Linked DNA regions of Hordeum vulgare: region 1 is linked to region 2. Evidence: chromatin contacts called from public Hi-C data. All regions are on one chromosome and are shown on one strand. The core of a region is the stretch at or near the end of the contact, and the rest is flanking DNA. Distances in the headings are between cores, read along the strand shown. Region 1 holds the start of LOC123400952 (WD repeat-containing protein 11-like). Region 2 holds the start of LOC123401336 (trichohyalin).

The links. A called contact is a pair of places that touch in the nucleus more often than the background predicts.
Region 1: a Hi-C map of leaf shows a contact between it and region 2, with 2.9 times the contacts expected there. The contact joins the promoter of LOC123400952 here to the promoter of LOC123401336 in region 2. A contact is called at or near these places in 2 of 6 Hi-C or Micro-C datasets (leaf and seedling).

Annotation. Positions count from the first base shown.
Region 1 is chr6H:47,437,766-47,440,465 of MorexV3_pseudomolecules_assembly, forward strand. LOC123400952 (WD repeat-containing protein 11-like) reads left to right here and starts at 1,383. Exons shown (of 21, transcript XM_045094667.1): 1 at 1,383-2,635. The coding sequence starts at 1,599.
Region 2 is chr6H:46,796,263-46,798,962 of MorexV3_pseudomolecules_assembly, forward strand. LOC123401336 (trichohyalin) reads left to right here and starts at 1,310. Exons shown (of 10, transcript XM_045095120.1): 1 at 1,310-1,605; 2 at 1,949-2,012; 3 at 2,608-2,700. The coding sequence starts at 1,986.

The DNA.
Region 1 (2,700 bases), core at 133-2,632, 640 kb after region 2:
GAACAATTGCGCGCCCTTCTACAAATTTTATGCCCATGTCGTTGGTTTTTGACTGATTTTGCTTCCGCGTTTCACCCTCACTCACTTATCCATTGTCTACACCTGGCACTCCCATGTAATGGTTGCTTGATCCATATGGATTTGAAGGAGTGACCTCACATAATGGAAAGAAGTTCATGTTTTTATTGCATCATTATTCGACCAAAGAAAGATCTAGCACCACATGGACTATGAAAACCGTCTGTTAACATAATCACATATTGCCGACTTAGGTACGTTCCACATACAAAATAAATTAGTGCACCTTGCTTGTGTGGCAGTGCAACAAATGCTAGCTGACATCCTTTTCAAGTTGTATAAAATAAGTTGTTTTAAAATAAAGTCATTGCATGTCTAACATAATGCGAGATCACATTATTGGGCTTGAACAACCTTATTTGCAATGTACCAATGTATCTATTAGGTACCGCTAAGGTGGCATCACCTTCTACTCTATTGATGGATTCTACTGGCAAACCCTATTTAGCGCTACAGGCGTCGGTTAAAGGCAAAATATGCTAACCAGCGCCTGCAGCGCTCCGTAATGAGCCATCCCATTTAGAAATTCTTTATGATCTTTTTTAGCCCGTGAACTTTTTTTGAAATTGATGAACTTTTTTGAAAATCGTTGAACTTTTTTTTGAAATCGATCAACTTTTTTGAAAATTGAGGAACATAATTTAAAATTCATGAACTTTTTTCGAAATCAGTGAACTATTTTTATAAATTGATGGACTTTTTTCAAAATTGATGGTGTTTTTTTTCGAATTCTGTGAACTTCTTGAAAATTCATGAACATATTTCCAAAAATCCGTGAACTTTTTTTCATAATCATTGAATTTTTGTCGCAAATCTGAACTTTTACAAATTGTGTGAACTTTTTTCGATTTTTAAAAAAACCAACAAATTTAATATGGACCGGCTCACGAAAAGGTCGCTGCAGGCACCCGTTCCCCTAGTAGGGCCTAAAGCGCGACATAGGAGGTCCCGATTCAACCAACGTGCCTTTCACCCTTCTCCTTTGCCATGACCATACTTATTTACATTTTGACATCCTTTATCTCCTTCTGTCCGAAATCCATCAACCGTGGATATTTGTTCATGTTTCTTACTAATCTCTTCGCTATCACTCGACATGGAAAGCATGGAAAGGGTCTAAATCCTTCTCGATTGCCGTGTTCATGTCCGGACCGCCGACATTGTGGTCCTCGGGCCGTCTAGTTGCAGCCATTGTGGCCCTTGAGCCACCAACTACACCAGGACGAAGAAGCTTATGGGTCCCACACGCGGTATACCATCTCTTTGCGCCTGTGAGGGCATACGCAAATCTCAAAGCACCGACTCATTTGCGACGGACCAGATCTCGTTCAGCCCCCTTGACCCGACAGGCCGCACCAGTCTTCCTTCCCGGTCTCCTCCCACGCAGCGCGCACGGGGCAGATCGACATCGACCCTCCTTCAATTCTCAAATCTCAATCCCACATGGTGCTCCGCGGCGAGATCTGAGAGAGAGAGAGAGAGAGAGAGAATCGTCGCCTCGCCCTGACCAGCCCCGGGCGATGATGGCCGCGCCGCCCGCCTCCCCGTCGGTGCGATCGCGCGGCAATGCGGCCGGCGGCGGCGGCAGCGCCACGTCGACGATGCTCCCGGGCCCCGCCAGCCGCAGCAACGGCGGCTGCATCGACCTCAGCACCTCGGGCCTCCTCGCGCACGGCGCCGGCAGCAGCGTCGTCGTCTCCGACCCGCGCTCCATGCAGCTCCTCTGCGTCCTCCCCATGCCCTCCTCCTCCGCCTCCTCGCCCGCCTCCTTCGTCACCGCCGTGCGCTGGGCGCCCACGGCCAGCGCGCCCCCACTCGCCGCAGCCGACGACGCCGCCGGCGCCGAGGACGATCACCGCCCGCTCCGCCTCGCCGCCGGCGACCGCCACGGCCGCGTCGCCGTCTGGGACGCCCGCGCGCGCGCCGTGCTGCACCTGCTCAGCCTCGACGAGTCCCGCAGCGTCGCGCCCGGCACCAGCGGGGGCGTCCAGGACCTCTGCTGGATCCACCACGCCTCCGGCTGGCTCCTCGCCTCCATCCACGGGCCCTCGCTGCTCTGCATCTGGGAGACCAGCAACAACCCCCGTGTGCTCTGGATGTTCGACGCCTCGCCCGAGTACCTCTCCTGCCTCCGCCGGGACCCCTTCGACGACCGCCACCTCTGCGCGCTCGGTCTCAAGGGCTTCCTCCTCTCCGCTGTGCCACGACATGACTCCGACATCTCGTTGAAGGAGCACCGGATCGTTTGCGGCGCCGGGGACGTGGCCGAGCTGCAGAGGCTGGAGAAGGAGATATCAGCGCCCGCGCCAGCCCCGGCGCTCGCAGCTTTCCCGCTCTTTGCGGCGAGGCTGTGCTTCTCCCCACTGTGGAGAAACATCCTATACGCCATATACCCTCGTGAGCTCGTCGTCTTTGATCTTAACTACAGCATTGCGCTCTCTGTTGCTTCATTGCCAAGGGGGTTCGGCAAGTTCTCGGATGTTATGGCCGATACTGATCTTGACCTGCTCTATTGCACGCATGCTGATGGCAAGCTGAGCATCTGGAAGCGCAAGGAGTAAGTTTGCGCATCTTGCAAATATATTTTACAATAATAATTGAGGAAGAACATCTAACTGAGAA
Region 2 (2,700 bases), core at 60-2,559:
TACTACTAGACTGACTGCTACCCAGAACAACAGAGCTCAACACTTTGTTCATATGACTGATTGGGAAACATGATAAATCATTTTAAACTGGAGACAACAGAGCTCTCTGTTCTACAATCTAGAACGCTACCTAGATCCTAAACTGCAGTGATTCACCATCTGAGGATTCGCAAAAATAGGGCTCGACAGCGAGGTGGAGGGGCTCAGGGACGATGTCGAGCAAGTCGACGGGGTCGTCTCTACCGTCAACGCCATGTCTGAAACAGAAACAGGGCGCTGGCCAGATCCCTCACAGCCATCAAGGAGCTGCTCTAGGCCGACGACGACGTGGTCGACTAGCTCGACTGCTACACGCTACAACACAAGCACCAGCTCCCGCAGCTCGCCAGGGGGCCGAGGTGCGGCGCCTGATTCCATTCCTGCAGCTCGCGAGGGGAAAAGGGGACGGGCGTACCTGCTTGGGGTGGTACTGGCCGCCGCCGCTACCGAAGGAGTAGTCGTCGTCACGGCGAGCCCCGGCCGCGCCGCTACCGAAGGCGTAGTCGTCGTCACGGCGAGCCCCGGCCGCGCCGTCGTCTATCGAGAGCCGCCACCCTCCCCCAGATCCAGTAGTCGCCCGCTCCTCTCAAACAGATCGTGCAACTTCGGACAGTTTCCTGAAACTACGCTCCAGTTTCAGGAAAACGGTCAGCTAGGTCGTTTCTCCGATGGATGCGGGCACGATCTGGTCCGTCAGATGGATGCCAGATCGACGGACAAGGACACGGATGATAGATCCACCGGATCAGTCGGTGGGACATAAGACTTTCCCATTTTTTAAAGCACGAAAAGTTTCTGAATTTCAAAAACAATTCTCAAAGATGAACTTAGTTTAATAAAAATAACCTTAGAAAAAAAAGGAAAAGAAAAGAAACAGAAACAGAAAAAAGAAAAGAAACGAAACAGAAAAAAGGACAAAAAAAAGAAGCAAAACCAGAACTGCTGTAGAGGGAGATGGGCTCGCCCACTTTGTCGCGCGCCTGTGCGTTCGGCCTACCAAATAGGGTTTTCCTACGGAGAGCACTTGGCGGCAGGCAAAAGTAGAAAGAAAGATGGGCCTCCAACGCTAGGCGGCGATAGTCGTATGGCCAGCAACTCTCAAAGAAGAGAGGAAGGCCCACCAGACCCGCAGACTCTTTCCAGAGACATCTATCCATCCAGCCAGCCCCAAGCAAGCAAGACGTCACGTCATGTCAGTTTCTTACCTCGCGGAAACGCACGCACGCGCCTATTTATAAACCGCCCGGCCTCCGACCCATTCCCCTCTCGCGGCCTCGCTGCTCCACATTCCCGACCCAACGAAGCAGCCCCTAAAGCCTCCCCGCGCCCGCGCCGGCGACTCCTCCTCCCCGCCGGCCTCCCCCCCGCGTCCCGCGACCGCGAGCCGGGCTCCGACCGGCTCCCGTCGGCCCCGCGCTCGCCCTCCGCCCCACGGCCTCCCGCGACGACTTCTCTCGCGGCGCCCCTCCTCTGATCCAGCCGCGGTCGCGCGGAATCTCGCCGGGACGAATCCGCCCCGCGCATACCCCCGCCGGCCCCGGAGGACGCGATTCTCTGCGCGCCGAGGTGAGCACCCGTGCCCGACGCCGCGAATTTGGGCCGGTTCGATGGGGGAGTGTCGTCTTCCGCGGCGGCGGCGTCGTCCCAGATTTGCGTTTCCCTGCCTGCGGAAACCCTAGATGGGGCCGCTCGTTTCTTCGCGTTTCGGGGTGGGGCTCGCGCGATTAGCTCTAGGCCACGTGGTCTGGCCCTCGACAGCGGGATTTCGGGGGCCGATTGCTGCTTTCCTGGCGCGTATTTCGGTGCTCTGGTCCCGGCTGGATGTTTTTTTCGCGAAGACTTGCACGCTCCGTGAAAATATTCGTGGCGCCGTATTGGAAACTCATGCGGATTGCTGGCTTTGATTCAGGAACTGCGACGCCGACGCGACGGGATCACTGGCGCAAATGAGCCGCTACGAGTATGAGACCAATGTAATAATCCAAGCCTTTAACTCCATTTAACTACTACTGTTTCTGCATCTATCATCTGTAGAAGCAGCTGGAATCATAGTTTGCTGGATATTCTGTTATGATCATGAACATGTATGCTCAATTCATTTGAAAAGGTTGAACTATAGCCATTTCATATGTGATAACTGTCAGTGCATTCCTTTCCCTATATATGAGACTAATGTAATTTAAGCTTCTAAGTCCATTGTTGTACTTTTGTTTCCGCGTCTATCATCTGTAGAAGCAGCTGGAATCATGGTTTTCTCGATATTCTGTTATGATCATGAACATGTATCAATGTATGGTTAATTCATTTGAGGAGGAGGAGAGGAACTATAGCCATTTCATCTGTGATAGACTGACAGTGTATATATCAGTCTAATATAATTTATGTTTCTAAGTTCATTGTAGTACTTTTGTTTCTGCATCTATCATCTGTAGAAGCAGCTGGAATCATGGTTTGCTTGATATTCTGTTATGATCATGAACATGTATGGTTAATTAATTTGAGGAGGAACTATAGCCATTTCATTTGCGATAGACTGACAATATATTTCTTTTTCCCATCATCGTAAAGGGTTATCATCGGGCAGTGGAGGATGAGTATGAGGACGAGTACTATGATGAAGATGAGTATGAGGACGAAGGTGCAGAAGCTCCTGGGGAGGAC